Linked DNA regions of Mus musculus: regions 2 and 3 are each linked to region 1. The links are chromatin contacts, called in public HiChIP or PLAC-seq and promoter capture Hi-C maps. All regions are on one chromosome and are shown on one strand. Each heading gives the region's core, a stretch centred on a gene start, on an enhancer-like site or on the middle of the called end of the contact. The rest is flanking DNA. Distances are from core to core; before and after follow the strand shown.

The links. HiChIP or PLAC-seq counts read pairs in DNA pulled down with a chosen protein or histone mark. Capture Hi-C pulls out chosen DNA fragments and counts their contacts.
Region 2: an H3K4me3 HiChIP or PLAC-seq map of embryonic forebrain shows a contact between it and region 1, with 8 times the contacts expected there. The contact joins the promoter of Ccnj here to the promoter of Noc3l in region 1. A contact is called at or near these places in 4 of 39 promoter capture datasets (the 3T3-L1 cell line, cranial neural crest, frontonasal cranial neural crest and 1 more) and 2 of 115 datasets of contacts at active chromatin or transcription factors (embryonic forebrain and stem cell-derived neural progenitor cells).
Region 3: a contact with region 1 is called in a promoter capture Hi-C map of adipose tissue, with 5 times the contacts expected there. The contact joins the promoter of Zfp518a here to the promoter of Noc3l in region 1. A contact is called at or near these places in 3 of 39 promoter capture datasets (cranial neural crest, hippocampal neurons and stem cell-derived epiblast-like cells), 1 of 484 Hi-C or Micro-C datasets (CD8 T cells), 2 of 115 datasets of contacts at active chromatin or transcription factors (embryonic stem cells and stem cell-derived neural progenitor cells) and 2 of 9 other capture datasets (adipose tissue and liver).

Annotation. Positions count from the first base shown.
Region 1 is chr19:38,816,903-38,820,744 of GRCm38.p6, forward strand. It overlaps Noc3l (NOC3 like DNA replication regulator), which reads right to left and starts at 2,335. Exons shown (of 21, transcript NM_021315.2): 1 at 2,191-2,335; 2 at 1,036-1,243. The coding sequence starts at 2,199.
Region 2 is chr19:40,829,862-40,833,755 of GRCm38.p6, forward strand. It overlaps Ccnj (cyclin J), which reads left to right and starts at 1,418. Exons shown (of 6, transcript NM_172839.4): 1 at 1,418-1,581; 2 at 2,118-2,227. The coding sequence starts at 2,159.
Region 3 is chr19:40,892,592-40,896,491 of GRCm38.p6, forward strand. It overlaps Zfp518a (zinc finger protein 518A), which reads left to right and starts at 2,114. Exons shown (of 5, transcript NM_028319.1): 1 at 2,114-2,199. Mir8092 (microRNA 8092) reads left to right here and starts at 2,112; the gene lies at 2,112-2,198.

The DNA of each region.
Region 1 (3,842 bases), core at 1,085-3,584:
AAACTTGGTGTGTTTGTTGATCAGCTTTTCCTCTTCCACTGAATCCCCTTTTTCTCTGTCGTCACACTTCTAACTCCCTCACCTGCCTCGTTTCTCCGTCATCCAAGGACCTGGCCTCCCACTTTAGTAGAAAAAAGTCCTTCAATATTTTCATATCAAATTCAACAGCGTTTGCACCTGCCTTTTTCTTATATTCCTCCCTCTCTGGCAACTTCACTTAGATTCTAAGTTGCAAAAATAAAGAAATCTTTTGCTTTTCTTTTATTAAGGAGCTATTAGCATATTACACCTTTCAGATTGTAAAACTTAGAAGAGATCTCTGAAAGTATCTAACCAGCTAACTCATTGTTCCTTGATTGGAGATTGAGTGACCAACCAAGACTACATAGCTAGCAACAAAAACCAAGAGAAGATTTTTTTATTCCTGATTCCCAATCAAATGATCACTACCCATCACGATAATGCTGCATTTGGGTCAGACTGCATGGAGGTTAAGAGAAGGAGAGATGGCTATAGAACAATGAACAGTTACATCAGCTAGAGAACTGTCCTGACTTTAAAATGATCATATTTTTCTGTTTTGAGGAGCTGGGGTCCTTAGATGGTTCTACAAAACAACCGAGACTATTACAGCTGAACTTCACCCCAAGTGTACAAGGAGAAAGAAAACCACAAGTTTAGAAAAGGAAATACCTACTGGCAGCATGGTGAAGAATGGAGCAAAACCAAGCAGGCTAACCACGGCTAACTCTCAGTGGATGGGAAGCCGGCAGCCCTGATGCGTGTCCCGAAATTTACACAGCTGCTCTGAGCATCCCCCAAGTACATTTTCAGATCTGCTGTCTATGCCAACGAAAAGGAGAAGCTAGTTTTCTCACAGGGCATATGGTCTTGCATTGTTTTCTCATACTTACTGTGGTAAAGCATAAAAGACCTTACCTAGACCTACAAGGATCTGAACACAGGACAAGTGGACACTAGAAAACAAGTCACTTCCATGGAGAACATTCCAGCGTAAGTGAACACTTTCGTTACCTGGCCGTTTGCTCTTTGGGTCCTCCAGCGGAATGGGTTTTTTAGACACAGCATCTTTTACAGCTTGCCTTAGTTTCCTCTGCTCTTTTCGGTACTTCTTGATGGTACTTTGTTGTTTAAATTGCTTATTTTTCAATTTGTTTTCAAGTTTCACTTTACTAGTTTTTATCAACTTGCGAAAGCTTGGGACCTGCTTTTTATTTCTTCTCTAGAAAACAACAACAGAAGAGACACTACAACTAAGAAATTCTGATTATTTTTAAAATCAGGTGAAGGAAAACTCTTTATAGATTAAATAAAGCAAATTTCAAAACTGTCTCACAACCACGGGTCCTGTGTAAGAACTAAAAACCAATGCACGGCAGTAAGCAATCCTACAGAATGGCACTAGAGCATCAGTTGCTCCACACGGGATTTCCCTGTGATCTGAATCTAGTCTCTCACGTGTGCAATCTGAAAGCAAAACATTATGAATCTCTTCTCTGTGGCAAACGGTCATTCAAGGCTAGTCTAACACTGGTACGGCAACACATTCAGAGCAAAATAATGGATGCCTTTAGCAACTGACATTCATTTGTCGGTTTATTATTTACAAAGCACTCACACTTCCCAACACCCTAAATAATAATAATCCTCACGTCATTCATAAAGAAGCGAAGGTTACAGAAGTTATTCCAGCGCTCTCGCTGGTAAGTGCTTTGTAATCCAAATCCCAAGGCTACTTCTAAATTCCCTCTCCATCTGGGAAAAATCACCAGCCTTCCTATCACCTTACACTTTAAGGAGGAAACAGGCTCTCTTCGGGTTCAGTGTCTCACAAAACAGGTTCAAGGAACTTTAGACTTGCTTCTCGTGTGTATAAGATTCGAGAGACAGTTTGGAAAACCCTTCAGTCTGACACCATTCGGTGGCAGGGCCCGGTGCTGGCCTCGCATCTGCAGCCTGAGGTCGTGCTTGGGCGTAGTGGGCGAGGAAGCAAAAGCCCCAGTAATGACCCAAAGTGGATGGAGCATAGATCGGCTAGGGAGCACCAAGTTAGGCCACCGCCCCCTATACCAGACTCAAAACCTAAGGGAAAGATAAGCCAGGCAGAGGGAGACCCTGTCAACCCAAGCAGCCACAACTCCCGGGGGCCGGGGTTCGGACAGCACTTACCGCCTTCATCCTTAGGCCTGCGAGGAGTACCACAGACAAGATCACTCGGACAGAGGAACACGCAGGAGCCGGGTGGAAAAGACACACGTGCACTGAGCGCAACCTTTCCCAAACCGGAAGACGCTTTCAGCCTCTCCCCCTTTCTGCCGCCGGAAACGGGAGGCGGGACTTCCTCTTCGGGCGGCGGTGCGTGCGCCCCCTGGTGGCTCTGGTCCCGGGCTCAGTCTCTCACGGACTGACCCTTGTGAGAATCGCTGAGGCTGAAGAGTGGGCGAGTGGGCGTCCCAGCTGAAGGACTCAAGCAGGTTCCCGCCCGGATTCCTTTTCAGTCCTGGAGAAGACAAAAGACGAGGGCTTGGCGGTTTTGATCGCCGGCGTCTTGTGGCTCCGCCTGTTGCGGGTACTTCGTCTTCTGGATCTTCTAGAGGGCAACCGCAGCTTCTTTATTGGAAGCCATCCCTCCACAGGCACTGGGGCTTTGAACCGAATGATGAAAGATCTCTCACCACCTTCCACCAACCGAAAGTCCACACTTAAGTTTAGGCGTGGTGGAGCACGTCTTTAATCCCAGCACTGGGAGGTAGAGGCAGGTGGATCACTGTGAGTTCGAGGCCCGGTCTACAGAGCCTAGTCTACCCAGTGTAGTCCCTGTCTAGAGAAAAAGTCTATGGTTTTACTGTGGAATCGTTTTTTCTTTGGGTTTAACCATTATATGATAAAGTACTATATTGGTGAGACTTGCAGAATTAGGATTCTGTTACCTTTTTGGTAAAGATACTATCTGACTGAATCGTTAACTCTTCCAGGAAGATTTAAGCATCGCAAGAATGTGTATTTTAAGTACTTGTCTCCCAAAGACCTTTTCCTAAATTAAAAAACAGAATAAAACACTGGGCAGGAGAAGTGGTTCAGTGTTTAAGAGTGCTTGCTGCTCCTCCAGAAAGTCCCGGATTCTATTCCCAGCACATCCATCTCTGAGGACCTCTTCTGACCTCCTCAGGCAGGCACTCACCCACACATATATACAAACAAAATAATAAATTATAAAAAACAATAAAAATAAAAAGTTAATCACAAAGATGAACTTGAGGCTATTAAAGGTTTTTTAAAAAAAAAAAGAAAGAAAGAAAGAAAGAAAGGAAGAAAGAAAAAGAAAAAGAGACGCCGTTGTTATTTGACTGACCCTCAACTCAATATGCTCCTGTCTCAGTTTCCCAAGTACTAATTATAGAGTCACCATGCCCAGGGTTAAGTATATCGTTCTTGAGCACAGCCCTGACATTGTTGGCCTCACAGTTCTGAGCTGGTGAGATAAGCCAGAAGAAACCCAGGGGCCACTGAGATCATGAACAGTGGTAATCTTACAAAGACTAGTCCTTTCTGCTTTTCACCTCAGAGAAAAATGCCTTCTATCTGGCATCGTCTTTCCACCTCCCTTCTAACTTTCTCCCTGTTCTCTCTCCTTCCACACCCTGTCTTGGAAACAGCAGAGCCTGTCTCACTGTTAGATTACTTCATCACACTAATTGGAAACATCAGCCTGTGCTCTTTCTTACCAAGCCTGTGGCTGAATTCCTTCCCAAACATATCAACAGTTACTCCCACTTCTTCAGCTTGCATCTGGTTGTTCCAAGGATGAGGTATCCCCATTT
Region 2 (3,894 bases), core at 168-2,667, 2.0 Mb after region 1:
TAAAGGGATGAAAAAAATAGTAAGACCGAAATTCCTTTTAGGAATGTAGACTCTAGAGAGACCACCAGAGACATACACAGGCATGAACAAGGATGAATACTGGCATCTTATAAAGAGCCATCTAAGTCTAGAATAATACATGATTTCTGAACCGGTCTCTCCCGGCAAACAACGTGTTCAAAGTAGACTGTAGGACAACCTGCTTATTACAGGATCGCATAGGCAATTATAGTCTGTGACCCACTTTTCTGAAAAGGTTCTTAAGAAAGGCCTGGACCCTAAATCATTTGGAAGCCAAAAGCTGCTTAGTAGTCGTGAATTGGAAACTGAGTACTACTTAAATACCATAAATGACATGGAAATTTTAGCCAGATAACGTCCTTTCCCTCTACTAGTAGTCTCTTCCCGAAATGCACCGGGCTAGGCTGGGTTCTGCCAATTTTCACGTGCATGCTTCCAGTTTCTTCCCATCATTTCCTGAACCCCTGCTCTCCCCAGGCATTGTATAACACTGTCACACAGGGGTCTGCAGCAGCCCTTCCGGGATGGATGCAAATACCAGGGTGATAAGCCATGCTCCCGAAGTGTGCACTCATCCTTTTCTGTACTAGCCCTTTGTCACTCTTCCTCTTTCTAAACAAAATATTCAAAGTAAGGGGTGAGGTCTCATGATTTATGTTTAAATATTGAAGGAAGTCGCTTTACAGTCTCTGGAAAATTGAGGGAACCCATCTACTTCTTTTGGGGTGGTCCTCCAGACACTCTCAAATACAACTGATGGGGTTTCTGTTACATTTCCAGCCCCAGCCAATCGCCTCAATTGACGCTGGAGTGTTCCCACCGTTTAGGGTCTCTTCCTTGACCACCACAGATGGTCAATTACATCCATTATGGATCTGACAAGCCAGGTTGCTAAAGATGTCAATTCCAGTCGCAACTCGCGCGAATCGCCGAAGTGAAAGCAACAAGAAGAGCTGAGTTAGAAGAGCTAAAAGGAGTACTGGGTTTAGAGGGGAGACTGGAGCAGAACTCGACAACCAAAGCGCCTTAGGGACTGGTAAGAGCTAAAGCCCATTCGGAAGGCTTAGGGTAGGGGGAGGATCCCGGAGAGCAGCCCCTCGGAAGTGAGACAGCGGGCCAGATCCGCGCTGCCAAGTTTTAATCCCGGGGCTGAGACATCGCATCTTTCTTTGCCAGCACCCGGGACCCATCAAAGATTCTCTGCAGGTGAGCGGCCCTCGGGCGCCGACAGACCGCGGAGGCTGCAGAGCGAGACCGCCCGGCACCGGGCAGGGGCCCGGGAGACGGAGTAGCACCTGGCTCGGCCCGGCCGCCGATTGGACGGCGAGGCGCGACCCCGCTGTATCGCGAGAGCCGATTGGCAGCGCGGGGCGGCCCGTGCCCCGGCGCTGGCTTTGTACGGCGAGCCGCCTGCCGGTCCTTTAACAATGGGCGGCGCGAGCGCCCGGGTGCTGGGCCCTAGCTGAGGCGGGGGCTTCGCGGCCGACGGTCCGCGGCATGAACGCTGCCGGCGCCCCGTGCACGCCGGCCGGGCTGGGGCTCTGAGGGCCGCGGTTCCGGGTAAGAAACCGCGTGGGCCGGGCAGGCCTGCGGGAGCGCAGCGAGGCGAGGGGAAGCGAGGCGCGGAGCACGGCCGCCCGCCCGGCCTTTTGTTTGCCGCTCCGGGTCCGCGCTGCGGCGGGCGCACCGCAGACCCCCAGGGTGGTGGAGCGTGCGGGGCTGTCGGCGCGGACCTGGTGTCGCGCGCTGGTCACTCTCCATTCCGGCGACGTTCTGACAATGTCAGGGCTCCCGCGCCTAAGTGCAGGCGGCTGAGGTCGAACCCAGAACTCGGAGAGCCCGAGGTGGGCCGTCCCGCCCGGAGCTTTCAGAGCTCGCACCTTTCTGCAGTTCTTGCAGCGGGCGATTGCAGACGACTGGGTAGATCAGGCCTTGCTGGCGTTGGAAGATGGCTCGGGGTCGGGTCAGGTGAAGAGGAGCAGCCGCACGGGGTGACCTGAGATCGCATCCCTGGAGGAGGGGGCGCGGAGGATCGCGGGGGGACTGGGGGGGGGGGGAGTTGCTGGCCGTGACCGCGTCTGGGGCGTGTCTTCCAGACTGAAGTTGCGGCGTCTGGCCGGGCGCACCTCCGGCTTCCATGGAGCTGGAGGGGCAGTGGTGGCGAGGACAGCTGGCTGCGGATATTCACCAGGCGCTTCGGTACAAGGTAACTCCCGAGACCCGACTTTCCCCATCCCGGCTCTTGTGCTTCCTGGAAAGGCCAGTCAGGTTCTTTACTCTCTACCTTCCAGGCCAGAGAAGGCGAGTTTGCTCATTTGTCAAAGTTAATTAACTTCTTCCTTCCCTGGGCTGCATCCGAAGAACCTGTAAATGTGGAGAAGACTGGGGCGTGGTAGTTGGGAGAAGGAAGGTGGATGGTGTTCCGATGTTGCCAGGTCGACCATGGGTGTGTGTGTGTGTGTGTGTGTCTGTCTGTCTGTCTGTCTGTGTCTGTGTGTGAGTGAACAGCCCTCCTTGTTTCGTACATGCTGTTGCATGAAGCTGGTGTAAGCCCTGTACATAACTCAGTTCTCCAACCTTTCCCCAAACCTGCTCTGAGACTTCGGACAACTTAATTTTCTCTTTCTCAGTTTCCTCGTCTGTAAAAGGAGAAATAACAACGACAGAACGTCCTTATGGGGTGATTGTGAAATCTGTTAAGTATGTACTGTGCAGGAACTTAGAACAGTGTAAGAGCTATGTGATAACTTACTGTTCCTTGGTCCTTCAAATCCAGGCTATACAAAAAGCCTTAAGGTGGAGGGAGCTATTCCTTGGTAATGTCAAGTGTAGAAAATAGACACAATGTTCTTAATAGTCATGGGGGGGGGGGAACCTACTCCTTTTGGACCAAAGCCTGGGTATTCTAACTAATGATTATAGGATGGATGTTATAAGTCAGATATATGCGATAGCCCTGCTTCTCTGACAGCCAGAGGGAAGACCCAGAATGATCAACTTAACTCAGTTTCACCTTGGATGAAAACTGGGAAAGGATCGAAACAGCTGACTCTTTAATAAGATCCTGTAGCTTGAGCCTTAGGGATTTTTCAATGATAATAGGTTTATATCTGGTGTATATGACCAAATTAAGCAGATTAGGACATGGAATCTTGGCTTAAGTTGTTAAAATTGCACCCCCAGCTTGAAATTTCCAAAAGTTCTTTAATAGTCCTGGCATTCAGTCTCTTACTCTGAGTACATCCCAGACCCCTATGAGATTGCTCTACATAAATGTTCCAACTACGGAAAGGTTCTTTGGAATGTTAGAGGGAAAAGTCCCAATTCACTTTGAATTTTGGGGAGGTATATTTGGATTTTTCTAAGTGTCAGTCTTTTTATCTTTCTAGTGTGTAGCAAAACTAGTTACTTGGTTTAAATGGTAATGGTACTTTGAGTGTGGGGGTGGGGCTGACAGTTTAAAGATTTTTTTTTCATGATGATCCCTGTGACTTTTAGTTCTAATACTTCATATGTAGGTAGTTTTAATCATAAAGAATTGACTGAATTAGTTTTACAGGTGATCTTAGACGTAGAATTTTCTTTCTTTCTTAAGTTAGAGTTTGTTGGCATGCTTATGTAGTCTCTGAAGGAGTTAGGGAATAAGGCAGCCCTGTAGTCAGGTGGATGTTGGGGATTACTTCTGAAGCCTGTCTCAGGCCACCTGTTGCAAACTACTTGGGGTTGCCTTTATGTTGTCTTTAAGCTCTCTGTAGACGACGGTCCTGATGTCTGGCAATAGTAACATAGAGGATTTACATTAATGTGTAGGACTTGAACTTTACAGCTGGAGAGATCACTATTTGTAGTGCACTGGAGTCAAGGAAGTTAAAT
Region 3 (3,900 bases), core at 864-3,363, 2.1 Mb after region 1:
CATTATTTTATATTAACCCCCTTTATGATACAATGACCATGAATTAATAATACATTTAAACAAAGGATTTGTAAGCAAGAAGGAAACTTTGCGACTGTCACCACCAGGTTTAGTATGAGAAGATAAGAGGTTATTGTCCACTGCGAGTAAATTGCAGGTTCATCTTCAGAGCAGCCTATCTCTGAAAGCATTAATATGGTTATCCTATTCCCATGAACTATCTTTAAGTTTGGAACGTTCTAAAATCTTTTTATTTTTTGAGCTATTACCCAGCGTTTGTTCATTTGCAGTTTTAGAGTCTATCTCCTCTTCCTTTCTGTTTCACTCCTTTTGTTATTAACTTCAGTGTTCAGAACTTTAAAAGAGCAAAGAGTAAGAGTTTGATAAAAATGAAAAAACTGGACAAGGAAAAGAGAGAGAGTTCACCAACATTCTAGCTTATTTAGCATGCAATGAAAACTTTGAGTCTTCTAGAATTAAACACAGGTTTTCAAGGTGAACATAGATGCAAAAATAAAGTTTTATGAGAATACTACAGAACATGATGATGCATCATTTTTGTCATGTAAATTATAAAAGCTATAACAAAACTAACTACTCACAGTCCAAAACAACTTTTTTTTTTCCTATTAAAAAACAAACAGGCTTTTCTCCACTTCTCTCCTCAGCAATGTGTGTCCTCTTTTCTGGAACAATGAAAATATTGTGTTAAGGAGAAAATCTACCAGCACTCAGGAAACAGAGGCAGGCAGAGCTTTGTAAGCTGGAGGCCAGCCTGGTCTACAAATTGAGTTCCAGGACAGCCAGGGCTCTGTTACACTGTCTCAGGGCCTGTTACCCTGCCCCCCCCCAAAGAAAATCTATTTTGCAAACATCATTATAGATTATAAATATGCCCTTTTGATATTAATAGATTTCACCTTCACTTTTATAGTTATGTTTGTACTTCTTGTGTGAATTTCAGCTTGCCGCTTCTAGGAGGACTGTTGTACAAACCACCCAAAACTAAGGGTTCTCCGTGTGTGTTTTATTCCTTTCTTTTTCTTTTTCTTTTTCTTTTTCTTTTTTTTAATTTAAAGGGTAAAGTCCGTGTGGCACAGGTCAATGCGTTCAAAAGCATATCCTAAGAAAGTGGAAAATTCTTAACAGTTTTAAAATTGGTTTTAAGAAAAATTTGTGCGTGTCAGGAGTTATTTGGGTTACCCCTTGCCCCCACGCATCCCCCCCCCCAAAAAAAAAAACTACGGCCCACAGTTGAAGCCAAAATTCTCAGATTCGATCTTTTATATTTTGCTATATCCCTCCGCCTCGAGTTTTTGACGGCGGCAGTTTCCACAGTGCTTCCACGTGTGTTTTTTGTCCTTTTTTTCTTTTAAGGGAGGTAATTATTTACCAAGTGAGATTAGTAGGCTTCTGAAACGTTCTGAAAGAGAGGAGCCACATTTGGACTTTGTACGACTCTTGTGTGGGGTGGGGAAGGATTCTTTTCTTGGGGGCAAGGATTCCATTTTTGAGTCTGTGAGGGGCGTGCGAGGGTTTTCCTTCGCTGAGAGGACTTCCTTCGCTCAGACGAGTCCTCCGTGCCGTGGGAGGAGGTCGTGTCGCGGCGGGAGAGAAGAGTGTCCCTCACAGGTAGCCTGTGCGTGGGGCTGCTCTGGAGCTCAGGGTTGGCTCCCTTGTGGGCCAGAGCTTTGGGTAGCAGCTTCGTCCAACCACTGGGACGTCAAAGGGATACCACAACTCGCGTGATCCGAGTAAGTACAGGGAACACGCCATTTGCTAAGATGGGGGCTGCCTAAAACCTCTGGGTTGAGGCCATTTCCTGTCAACCAAGGCTTGCCAAGCACACCAGTTCCTGCTTCTGGTGTCTACTTGGGAAAGGACGGTAGCCATTTTCCCCGTTCTTCCCCCCGCAGTAGGATCCCCGCGGCTGGTGAGTAGACGGGGGGCGGTGAGGCGGGACGCAGGGAGGCGCCGTATGACGAGGTCAGCCGTGGACTCAGCGCCATGGCCTACTCTCGGGAGGCTGAGGCGGGGGCCCTTCCGGCCGCCGTTCCCTTCCGCTCGCCTCAGGTGCAGCGCGGATCCCTCCGCCGCAGCGTGCGCTGCCGGCAGCGCGGCGCTCGGCTTTCCGGCAGTACCCGGATGGAGGGGTAATGGCCGCCATCTGGGACTCGCAGGCAATGGGGACCACGGCAGGTATTCCCTGTGTGCGGAGCCGCCAAGACCAGTTAGGATGTCGGGACGCACAGAGAGACGGCAAGGGGCCAAGGGCGAAATCGTGGGGTGCTAGGGTTCCCCCCAAATGGTCTTGGGGGGGATCCGCCTCTTGCGCTAGGAAGCTCATGTTAAATAGTCCCGTCCATTCAGCGCTTCCGGCCAACTTGCCGCAAAGTTTTCTAGAGAAGTCCTTGGTTTCTAACCCGGGGCTCTTGCTAGCTCTTAGGGCTGGTCATTGTCGTCTCGGCTTGGGCTGGTTGTAAGTTTGTCCCTAAGAACTCCCCCACGGTCTCAGAGCCTAGGACTTGGGCGCGCGCGCACGGCGCGGCGACAGTGTACATCCGCGCGCCCGAGGGGCAGCGGAACTCCGGGGAAAGGGGCGGATCGGGCGCGGCGTTTTGGGGGCGATGCGGGGGCGTTTGGCGCGCGAAGCCATCGCTCGTCGGGTTCCGCGCCCGGTGGAGACGGGCTGGGCAGCCCTCAGTCCGCACCCCTCGAGCTGTAGGTTCGCGGGCCCGCCTCGACGGCATCCCTACTATGGGCCCAGTCTATGGCTATTGGGGGTTCTTCCTTGCAGAGACTCCCCGCTCTCTTGGCGCACGCACTGCGCGCCCTCAGAGTTGGGCAAGAAAGTGGTCCTCTTGTAGACTGCCCCCACCACCACCACACCCAGTGGCATATGGATTTCTTTGTCACGGGCTTTTTTTTTTTTTTTCCCCACTTGTAGGGTCCATCTTGAATCTGTTCTTAACATGGTGTCCTCTTTGTTAAGTGGGTAGTATCTTGAGTTAGATGGCTTTGGTAACTCAAAAGTATTGGGTCTGAATGCATAGATGATGTGATTTAACTCTTATCTAGACCAATGGAACAGATGCAACTTCAAAGTTTAGAAAACAAAAGTTAAGGGTCAGTTTTCGCTTCAGGTTTAAATTTGGGTTATTTTAGTTTTTGTAAATTATTTTTTTCAAAAGTCTTGAAAATGGGGAAAGGGGTCAGTTTTTGAGGAATTCATGAGAATGTTGAACTGTCTGTGATTATCTCAGGGATGTAATGTAAAAACAACTCACAGCGTGGTTAATTTGAAAGTCTGGTTTTCTTAAGGCACATTTTACTAATAATAATTGAATTGCTTTTTTTCCCAGCAAAACAGGTCTGATTTGAGTGTGCTCTAAAGTTTGTATGGTCAGAATGAATAGAGAGACTTGCTGAAATTCCCTAACATTTTTAAAGTTATAGCTGCAGATCTGTTAATTATCCTTCAACAAAGCTGTATTTTTCTTTAGAAAGTCAAAAGGGGCAATTCGTACTAGCACTTGAGGGGTGTTGGCTTTCTATGGCGTAGGTAAGCATAGTAGACCTTACTCTTTTCTGTTTTTTTTTCCAAATTATGATTACCAATTCAAACATTATATGTCAGATGTCTGAACAGATAAAAGGATAGCAACTCCAGCGACTGTGTCTTTGTGAGCTCATAGCAAATAAACTTAAATACTGGAGGGTTTTATCATAACCACCTTCACATTTTATGATATTTTTTCTGGAAGTAGTATAGTGTGGTTCCAAAAGCTGCTGTATTTTGAAATATTTTAAATGAGAAACTTTCTATCTAAATATAGTTTGAGTGAAAAAACCCACAAAACCTTACAATGCCCTTTTAATGTACTTTTATTGCAAGTGTTG